Regions from separate parts of the Sus scrofa genome. Here region 2 is linked to region 1. A link is a contact called in public HiChIP or PLAC-seq data. All regions are on one chromosome and are shown on one strand. Each heading gives the region's core, a stretch centred on a gene start, on an enhancer-like site or on the middle of the called end of the contact. The rest is flanking DNA. Distances are from core to core; before and after follow the strand shown. Region 1 overlaps VGLL4 (transcription cofactor vestigial-like protein 4). Region 2 overlaps VGLL4 (transcription cofactor vestigial-like protein 4).

Region 1 (5,637 bases), core at 1,673-4,172:
CAAGTCTGCAACCTACACCACAGCTCACGGCAATGCTGGATCCTTAACCCACTGAGCGAGGCCAGGGATCGAACCCGAAACCTCATGGTTCCTAGTTGGATTCGTTTCCACTGCACCACGATGGGAACTCCTGGAACTTTCCATTTTAAATAAAATACCTTAAAAAAAAAATCAAAAAACCCAGCCCTATGCTGGCCTGCTACACTCAGAAATTCAGTGGATTTTGGTTGACCTCTATTTTCTATTAAGTCATTTTTGGTTCTGACAAACAAATAGCAGCACTTATATTGATACCTTGATAAACGAGGAAACTTTTTTCCCATAGCCACCCCTCTGTCCTGACCTCTCCTTCCTCACAGAAAGGGGACAGGACATTTCCAATGGGGAAGGTGGCAGCCATGCTAACCTTTGGAGGAGCCCCGATAATATACCTGGGGGGACACAGCAACTGCAAGTGAAGCCTCCAGGAGGTACAGAGCCAGCACCCCCTCCTCCCCAGGGTTTCTCCACATCCTGGCAGGAGACTCAGGGTGAGGAGTGCTCTGTGTGGACCCCTGGGCTTTGGGAGCCATATTATCAGGTGCCAGATGTGTGGCAACAGCCATTACTATGGAAAACTGCCACCACAGCAACATCACATCCCTTCCACAAAAGGAAGAGTCACTCGTCACCCGTGCAAAATCCTTGGCGTCGGCACAGCATTCCTGCCCCACCCCCAATTTCAATCCTTGGACAAGTTCTTGGGCTTGTTGGCATTTTAAGTTCATCCAGCAGAGCTATCACTTACCTTTGGGACCAAATTGCTGAGGTCTGGCCAAGAACGTCCATAGCTATCTTTTGAAAAGTGGAGATGTGTCACCTGGGGAGTAAAGGACCCATGAAGGAACCAGGTGGTCCACCTCTCTGGGGGGGGGAGGCATCCTTCAGATTTTATGGGTACAGGCATGCTGTTAGCACTGGGGGTCCTTATACACACGGACTCCTTCATGTGACAGATGAGAAAACTGTGCCTCCAAACATGGAGTGACCTACTCAGGGCCATGGGGAAGCCCGTTGACTATAGCAAGAACCACGCCCTCTGCCAGTCAGACTAACTCCTCCTCCTAAACCCTGTGCAAGCCCCACCCACGGGACGGTCTATCAAGTTTTAAAAAAAGCTTCTAGAGAAGTGAGGTTATGCAGGCACTTGGATTCATCAGAGTCCTATTAAGCTCCAGCTCAGCTTTTAATCAGACTGTGTACATGTGAGTGTCTATTACACGCCGAAGGCTGTGGGAAGTGCTGTCAGAAAAACAAATGATGAAATTTATACAGACCCTGACCACAAGCATGGAAGGGAAAAAAATACACACCAAAAGGAACTTATCATGGGTGTACAAAAGACTTTGTTCTTTTGTACTAATGTAATCTAAATCTCACAAGGGCTTGGTAATTGAAAAAGGAGAAAAGATCTTTGTCAAGAACAAACTGGAGGAGGGAGAGTTGGACTGTCTGGGGAACCCAGTATTTTCGGTTTCTCCAGTTGGCTTAGCTACAATTGCCTATTTCACTTTTTTAAAACTCACAATTCTAACTAAAGAAGCTCAACTTTTAAAATGTACTTGGCCTTTTAAATGAAGATAATTTTCCGCAGGTATGTGTTACAGAAGAACAATGCCTAAGGGATACAAAAAAATTACTCAATTGCTGTCTTTGGTCATGGTGGCAGTTCTAGTATAAGGATCAAAAACAGTCCTTAAGGAGTTCCTACTCTGGCTCAGCAGGTTAAGAATCCAACATAGTGTCAGTAAAGATGCAGGTTTGATCCCTGGCCTCGATCACTGGGTTAAAGATCCAGCATGGCTGTGAGCTACAGCATAAGTCACAGATGCAGCTTGAATCCTGTGTTGCTGTGGCTGTGGTGTAGGCTGGCATCTGCAACTCCAATTCGACCCCAGCCCGGGAACTTCCATTTGCCACAGGTGCGACCATACAAAGAAAAAAAAAAGTCCTTAAATACTTCTCCCAATTGAAGATGAACAAGGATTTCTTCATAAGAATCAGCATATATTAATTTCAGCAAAAAAAAAAAAAAAAAAAGCTTAACAGAGAAAGAAAAAGAAAACCACTTAGCCTTATATGATGTGCTATATAATGATTCTGGCAAAATATTGTAAGAAAATTCTGCTTTCAAAGTCAGAATGGAAAAGCAGGTGGGGGTATCTGACCCAGGAGTCTGTAGCCTTATTACAAAATCCTGTTCTTGCCGTATTTAAAAGAGTCCAAGACTCCTTATTTCCTACATTATAAAATAGCTAACACTGAAGCTTGTCTGTAATCAACTGGCACATGTTGATAGAACTGCTTCTTTCTTTGGGAACATGACACAATGGTTCATCTTAGCCTGGATCTGATACAGAAACTAACTGGAAGGCCTTCAGAACAGCACCTGTCTCTCTAGGATTGGCTTCTTCATTTGTAACATTAAGTGGTTCGATGAGCTCATCTTGACTGCCTACCTTCGGCTCTCAAAGTCTGCCTTCAACATAACGTTTATCTTCCAAGAATTGCTGGTCGAGAAATACTCAACTCTGATAGGACACACTTCACATGGTGGGAGAAAGAGTACCCTCAACTGACAGTTTACCTCATAACTGAGGGAGATTCAGTTAAAAATCAAGCACCCTTCTCAGTCTCAGTGTCCTGGCTTCACTGACTTATATTCCAACACAAGAAAGTGGTCCTGAGTCAGCTGAAGCCCGGGATAAATGCAATTTGGTCCACAAAACGCAGACGTGGCTTTTATAGAGCTGGTTGGTGGAGGCCAAGGCCCTCAACATGGAAAAGAGGCAATGGATCCGGCTTCAGAGAGATGAGTGGATCCTACGATAAAGCAGAGGTCAGCACTGGAATGCAGGTCACCTCCCCGTCACAACACCTCCTCACTGACTCTGTAGGCCAAATGCCAGGCCAGGATTTGCGACTGCATTTAAGACTGTGGCATGACTCAGGAGAAATTAATCAAAATAATGGCATTTATTATCGTTTTATGGAGATTAGTCAGACAACACAAGGCTGAAATGACCATGTCTGTGTTTATGGGACAAGGAAAGGGACCGTGATACTAAGGGGTATCTTGCTGTAACTTTTGAGGATTACTCACAAAAATTCCTCTGCCTTGCCCAGGAGAGAGTTTTCTGCCACAATTTAAATCTTTGCCGAATCCAAGATTTTATGTTCTACTCTTCTCCCCAGCCCTTCATTGTGTCTGAACCTAAATCAAAGAAAGAAAACCACAGCTTGGTCCCCCAAGTCAGCCACTCGGCTAAGGGATACATCTCCTGTCTGACCACAGCCCACGGCAACCAGGCTGACATCACCCTGCTGGCTGGGGAGCACCTGATAAAACAAATGCACACTAACATTTCACAACCCATCTCGCATCTCACATGCTCATGACGTGCAGAGCAGCAGCCCCAGCGGCTGGGGCTTATTCATTTTCTTTCAAAGAATACCTCATTGTCTCAGGGACTAGCAGCTGGGGAGTCTAGAGGGAAGTCAACCTCCCTCACACAGTTCAACTTGTGGCTATCCCCATTCCCACTCTGCTCAACTTTTTTCTTTAAAAAGGAGGGCTGTTAGACAACATGATGAACCCCCGGCAAGCCTGCAGAGATAAAAGATGTGACGCAGTGTCTGCCAGCAGTACCAGGATGACATGCGACTCCACGACTCTGTAATGAGCCCCCTTTCCCATCCCCCCTTGGGGTGCAACACAAAGTACCTTTCCCACTATCACTTGAGACTCATGGCTCTAAACTTGCAGAGCCCAAGCGTATGTTTTGAGCTGAACCTCAGCCAAAGGTCACACTTGTCCAGTCAATCAGGGGTGAGAGTGGGGTCTATGCTAGACCTCTGACTGAGCTTGGCTGGAGTAGCACTCGTCTTTTCTTTAGAGCAACAGTGAGACTGTTGAGAAAAAGAGAGGAAGAAAAAGAAAAAAAACCACAACCTGTGTGACTGCTAATAATAATTAAGGCTAACAACATCAGAGTAAAACTTGGAGAGTTGAAAATATACCATTTTAATTAGAATTTCAACTACTCCAAACAATCCATAGACATTCACTTTGTCAGAGCCTTCTTGTTTCTTGTATTAGTCTATTTTACCTTAAAAGCATTTAAAAATATGAGAAGTTATTCTGGGTTGACTATAATCCTGTAAGGAAAGTGGGGAGGAATAACTCCCATCCTACAGCCAAGGAAATTAATGTTTCAGGATGGGTGAATAGCTCAAGTCACAAAGCTGATTAAGAGAAGGGCTGGAAGAAGAAAGCTGGCATTTAGATTTCCCAATTTTCAAAATCTTTCTAGCTGTGCAGGAGTGCTTCACAAGTTAAAGGAAAAGAAGTGGGAGGAAGACAACTGAAGGCAGGAAATGGGAGAAAGAGTCAAAAGGAATGAAGGGATAAAGGGTGAGGGCAGGAAGGGAGTCTTATGAGCTGAACTGTATCCCCCAAATTCCTGTGTTTCAGTTTTAACCCAAATACTCAGAATGTGACTGTATGTGAGATAGGGTCAAATGGGTGGGCCCCAATACAATAAGAGGAGTGTTCTTTTTTTTTTTTTTCTTTTTCTTTTTATGTTTGCACTCATGGCATATGGAAGTTCCCAAGATAGGAGTTGAATTGTAGCTGCAGCTGCTTGTCTACACCACAGCCACAGCAATGCCAGATCCAGGCCACATCTGCAACCTATGCCACAGCTTGCAGCAAGGCTGGATCCTTAACCCACTGAGCAAGGCCAGGGATCAAACCCACATCCCCATGGATACTAGTCAGGTCTTAATCTGCTGAGCCACGACAGGAACTCCCAAGACCAGTGTTTTTATAAGAGATTAGGACACGGACACAGACACACACAGACACACACAAACACACACAGAGGAAAGACCATGTGAACATGAAGACGGATATCTACAGGCAAAGGGGAGGCATCTCAGGAGAACACAACCCTGATGGCACCTTGATCTCGAAGTCCAGCCTCCAGAACCATGAGAGAGTGGATGTCTGCTGTGCAGGCCCCCCAGCCTGGGGTACTCTGTTCCAGCAGCCCAAGCTAACTAACAAGCAAGGAAGGAGAGGATGGAAGAGGCAAGGACACGGCTGAAACATGGGTCTTATGCAAAGAATAAAGTGCTTCACTTTGGGACCAAATCGCTTCCACCACTTGGTCTATCCTGAGTAACCTAACCTAGTGGGATGAGCTGAGGTGGAAGCAATCTAACGTCTGGAAGCCATGTCTGGATTAGAGCACATCTGCTCCCAGGAGGGGAGCAGACCAATGGGCTGGCATAGAGAGCAAGTGGACTTCTTGACTCAGTACCAGGAAAAGTGTAGAGACTCAAGTTGTGCCTCAGCACAAGGACGAGAGACCAGGGATCTCTCTGAAAAGCACTGGTAAATGGGAAGGTCTCAGAGACAGATGAGGGTCTCACCCAGATTGCACCCAGACAGTGCCAATGCTGCCAGTGTAAACAATCCCTAATGGTTTTAAACATCTGTAATTCTCTGAAGGCAAGAGGAAATGGGGTAAAAAAGTAATCCCAAAGAAATGGTAAGATGTCTACAATCCCCAATTTCCTTTCTATAGACACACA
Region 2 (5,146 bases), core at 1,990-4,489, 36 kb after region 1:
ATGATAATCTGGGTAAGTGTTGAGAGCTTCAGTAATAAACCAAAGGTTTTTGAACAGAGTTCTGCAGATTGCCTCATCACTGACGAAAGTAAGTATTTTCCAGAAGTTCACCAAATGCACATTGTTCCTGCCCTTTGACAATCTTCTATCCCAACAGGCCCTCACCCCAAGTCTACCATTTATGCTTAATTTTCCCTTGATTCTCTTGTCAATTATGCTTGTAGGTTCTTTGGTGCCAGGGAGCAGTCACCAAGCAGAGTCCACATCTAAACGATTTAGAGCATACCCTAAATGCGGGATTTTCAGGAAGACTTTGTATGCTAAGAGATAACTGGCTGAGAAAGACTTATTTGTGTCTAAGTGCCAAGAGAGGCTGAGGAATGATGGTGCAGACACATGTTTTATTTTTGTGTAGCACAGTTCCAACACAACTAAAGAGTATAACGAACCTAGGGAATAATGAACCATCAACATCTTTTTAAAACTAAAAATCAAGAAAATTAATTTGTCCCTTATTCATAAGAGATGTGAAATATGCCTGGGCCCTATATGAAATTAAACGCTACCAACCAACTGTACATTCCATTTTCCAAATAACTTCCCTGGAATGCTGGTGCGCTGATAGGTTAAATGCAATTATTCTCAAAGTGTTGGGCTTAAAAGGAACAATAACAGTTCCAACATTTCTTTAAAAAAAAAAAAGTCCCGTCTAAGATTTCTGCCCATCTTCTAAACACCATTTTGAGTTCTGAGCAGATGTGTGCAGTGTTTACACTGAGAAAACCACGAGGACATAAACAACCCACTATAAACGCCACTCTGATTTTGCTGTGCTTTTCTTCATTTCCTGTGTATTTATTTTGGTGTTAAAATAATGTTAACTCTCATAATAAGGAAAATAGCAGCAGATGTTTAAACCAAACAGACCACAGCACATCATCTTACATATCTACTCAACTTTCAAAATCAAAGTTTCTTCTGCCCAATTAAGGAGGGAGCCTAGAAAACGACCAGTGTCCTGCATGGTACCTTCTACAACAGATCAAGCTGGACAAGTTCCCTGCCAGCTTTTCCTCACCACCTGCTGACACAAAAAATTAATGTGGTATCTATTTCCGAAGAATCTCTAAATTCCTCTTTTGGGCTGATCATTATGGTTTGTTTTGAAAATATCATGTTACTCAATAACAAAGATAATCCCACAGAAACGGCCTTAAAATTTTTAATTTTGTGTTCACCAAAAAAAAAAAAATTTTTTTAGCTAGCTGCAATATGTTAATTTCACATGAAACAGGCCCAGTCCACTGCTGCTTAGACCACTGTAAAGTCTGCCTTTTAAGTGAGTGACTTCAGAAGCAGCAGATTCAGAGAAAGCAATTCACCAAAATTCGCATTCCTGGAACAAGTAGGAGTTAAAAAAAAAAAACTTCAAAAAACAACTTTGAAAGATGAGATTCTTATCTACAGAGTTAAATAAAAAACAACATGAATGAGGGTGTTTTTTTTTTCCCTTGAAGGATAAAGGGTAAGTTTTCAACTGCTTAGGCAACAGGCCCAAAGTTTTTACGTGAAAAGATACAACTACGTCAGATAACCCTTCCAAGTTTCCCCAGTGTTTTCTTTTTCAAGAAAAATGCGAAGAGAAAAACATGAAAACTTCTCCTGCTGAATCAGAGAGGAGATGCCACCTCGATTTGTATGTGGTTACAACAAAAAAACACTCCCCCTGCCAAGCCCAAGCTGAATTCCCCTGTCTCCAGCGACTCAGACTCAGACCATTACCACTTTTTCAAATCGCACGTAGATGAAGTTTCAACAGATTAAGGAACCGCTTTTTCTCTCCTTGCTACTAACAGACAGCCTGAAATACTACAGGACAGTGGGGAAATACCTCACGGTTAGCAGGAGGTAATAAACAGTAAGAATTCAGGGCTCTTTTTTTTTTTTTTTCTTTTCTTCCCTTTTTTTTTTGGATTTAGCTTTCTGGTTGGTGCGTTGTGCAATCACTTCCACAAGGGACCAGAGTGTGGAGGAACTGTGGAGGAACATCGTTCAATGTCAGAACTCTCCCAGAGCTGAACAGGAAATGGTAAATCAGACAAAGAGCCAGTCTGTGCTCTGTGACATGGGTGCCCTCCCAGTCCCCCAAACTGAATAGAAAAATTCTTCATTGTTTGGGACAATCGCTCCCGAAAACAAAAACTCACTGTAACTTTCTGTTCCCCTCTACAGGAAAATGCAAAGTGCTTGCTGGCTGTTGGAATACAACAGGAATACTGTATGTAGATGGTGTGTGTTTAAAATGAGTATCAAAAAGAGAGAGAGAGAACCGGACATGTTTCACTTTTTACTTGGGTCCTAGAAGTTCTTCCTCTAAAAAAACACCAACGGAAATAAAAAAAAGAAATACACTGTAAAAACGCTAAAAGAGTGAAAAGTTAGTATGTAGCAAGCATAAAGCAAACTTTTAACAATGTATATTTCAACACCTCCCCGCCCCGCCCCCGCCCTCTCCACTGTAACCCCTGAAGCCTCTGATCAAAACAACAAACTTTGTCCTGAAACAGCACCTAAGAACCGCTCTCCTTTCAAGGCATGCTAAGGTCCCAAGAAAGAGAACAAAATGCACAGAAGTCCATCAGGACCGGAAAGGAGGAGTGGCCTTGACCAAAGCAACAGGGTAGCAATTTCTAGAAGGGAACGTCTACCTTCATAGCACAGAATGCCGATATTGTTGTTCATCTTGTCCAAGTACTGGTAGTTCAACAGGTCCATCTTCATAAATAGCATTTATTGGGCTAGCGCAGAAAACCAGCTCTTTGCTTTCGCCCTGAAAGAGTACGTTTCAAAAAGCAATTATTGCTGAGTAGCTCCTGGCTCTTCTCTTGAAACTTCACAAAGACGGAGGCCCAGCCTCAGCTGATCAAAACAAAGTAAGCTAAAAAAAAAAAAAAAAAAAGAAAGAAAGAAAGAAAAAAGAACGCACTCGCAAAAAATTGAACTGCAGAAAACCCTTCAAGGGTTTATTTGTAGACGGTACACGTCCTGGATCCTCAATCAAGCATTTAAAAATCGTTTCAGAAGTCCTGATGAAGCTTTCTTCGACGTAAGGAAGGAGCAAGGAAGAAAACCACGAAGCACATTTCCTAGGACAAAGCGGCGCCCGCGTCCCTCACAGCCCGCTGCAAGTCCGCGGCGCCCACACGCCACTATGCCTGGTATGACTCGTATGCAAATGAGCTTCCTCTTCCCAGCGGGAGGGAGCACAGAGCATGCTCACTGCATCCCCGGGGCTCCTCAAATGTCAGGGATATTTTCTGCACAAGATCAGGCTCTAAATGTATTAAGTGTTTGAAAGAAAAAGAGGAGGTGGAGAGTCCGCACAGAGAGAGAGGCTGGGGCAGGGCTGCTCTGGACAGGAAGCAGCCCTGCCACTGAGAGACCGTAGGAGGAAAAGAAAACCCAGGAAGTTGCTTTTTCAGGACCTGAGTAAAAAGTCAAAAATCCTTCATGGAAGCAAACTTCCATGGAATTTAACTCTGGTGTAGCTTCACTTTGGGGCTTCAGAAACTCTTAACTGTTTTGCTGTGGGACACATACCACACATTTTATTCTTTTTTTTTTTTTTCTTTCTTTCTCTTTGAAAAGTTATTTTACAATGTCCATTTACACTTTCACTGTATATTTAAAATGCTGATGCCATGTTATATATACCTTCCCTCACAACCCTCATAAACAACTCACATAAACTGGGCAGGGATGGTATCACTTTTTACAGCAGCAGAAACTGAGGCTCACAGGGATTAAATAATGGTCTGTGGCTCCCAAAATAGTTGCCAGAACTACATTTAGAGTGTCTTATTCACTAATATTATAACCTTCTAAAAAATGAGGGGAAGAGAAAGAGAGAAGCTTAAACAAGTAAGAATATGTATCCAAGACAGAAAGCCTACTGGAAATGATGGGGGGGGGGGTGGGGATAAAATTATTTTCACTTTGCATATAGGAAAGCTGTTCTGTCTGTGTATTGGAGGCCAATAGAGTAGCATAGCACCATGTCACTCCTGACAGGAAGGGCTGGGAGCTTAAACTTCATATAACCAGTATCCAGTGCAAGCGGTGCTTAGCGAACAAGTAAATCGCTGAATGTTCAGAGCCTTCAGCACAGGAAAAACTTGCTAACAAAGTAAGGGGGAAAATAGTTTTATCTTTGGAGATGGTAGTTAGCTTTTGGCATTGTAAATAGACTAATCACCATAGGAAATGTTTCTATACTGATACTGTTGTATGCTATCAGGAAATTCAGAAAATATCAAGGGGTGTGCTATACTATAAACCAAAAACTTACAAATTTTTTTTTCCCTTTTTTCAGCCACCTCCCGGGGGCATATGGAAGTTCCTGGGCTAGGGACTAAATCTGAGTGGGAGCTGTGACCTACACCACAGTTGCAGCAATGCCTAACCCACTGGGCAGACTAGGGATCAAATCAGGGCCTCCACAGAGACAAGCTGGATCATTAACACACTGTGCCACAGCAGGAACTCCAAAACCGGCAATTTTAATACTCTAAAGAACCGAGTAAATAATGTCAAGGGTTTATATGTAAAAAGATTAGCAACAGTTGCATCTTGGGTAATAGGCATGTTCAGGACAAGTTGTTCAAATCAAATCTTACTTGGAGATTAATACAATACCCTACTGTTGCCATCACTGCTGCAGTAGGAGTAACTGGGATAGCAGGGGTGAAGTGGACAACAGAAAAATCAAGAGTTCACAAGCTTTAATTTATAAGCATTTATTAATGCTAGAGTACATATCCCAGTATCTGAATAAGCTATACTGAAAAGTATGCATACCACCAATTGCAATGAAAATACTTAATGGAGAGGGTCAGAAAAAGACTCTTATTATGTGTATACAAATCTGATGTATATTATTGTACTTAATATCGTTAGGTACAGATTCAAATTCAACTGATAGTTCTGGTTCAAATTCGACTATACAGATAGTTTGAGAGACCAATGGTTATCTTATGTTTTTTGACAGAAGTTCTCAATAGGAAAACTTCATAAGTCATTTCCGTGCCCCTATGGGAGAAAGCTGACTGTGCTTTCTTAGAATTGGTGTACAGCTTTGGAAAATCCT

The links. HiChIP or PLAC-seq counts read pairs in DNA pulled down with a chosen protein or histone mark.
Region 2: an H3K27ac HiChIP or PLAC-seq map of skeletal muscle shows a contact between it and region 1. The contact joins two enhancer-like sites. A contact is called at or near these places in 13 of 47 Hi-C or Micro-C datasets (adipocytes, alveolar macrophages, embryonic fibroblasts and 6 more) and 2 of 2 datasets of contacts at active chromatin or transcription factors (alveolar macrophages and skeletal muscle).

Annotation. Positions count from the first base shown.
Region 1 is chr13:67,740,284-67,745,920 of Sscrofa11.1, forward strand. The region is part of intron 2 of VGLL4 (transcription cofactor vestigial-like protein 4); the gene reads right to left. Among named protein-coding and RNA genes, the nearest start is that of VGLL4, 130 kb to the right of the region's middle. Within about 2 kb of position 2,923, at least 19 of the 83 cell types and tissues checked have an H3K27ac peak or open chromatin away from gene starts, as enhancers often do. A contact at or near this core is called in liver and skeletal muscle, where this site is marked.
Region 2 is chr13:67,775,617-67,780,762 of Sscrofa11.1, forward strand. All of the region lies in intron 2 of VGLL4 (transcription cofactor vestigial-like protein 4), which reads right to left. Among named protein-coding and RNA genes, the nearest start is that of VGLL4, 95 kb to the right of the region's middle. Within about 2 kb of position 3,240, at least 70 of the 83 cell types and tissues checked have an H3K27ac peak or open chromatin away from gene starts, as enhancers often do. A contact at or near this core is called in liver and skeletal muscle, where this site is marked.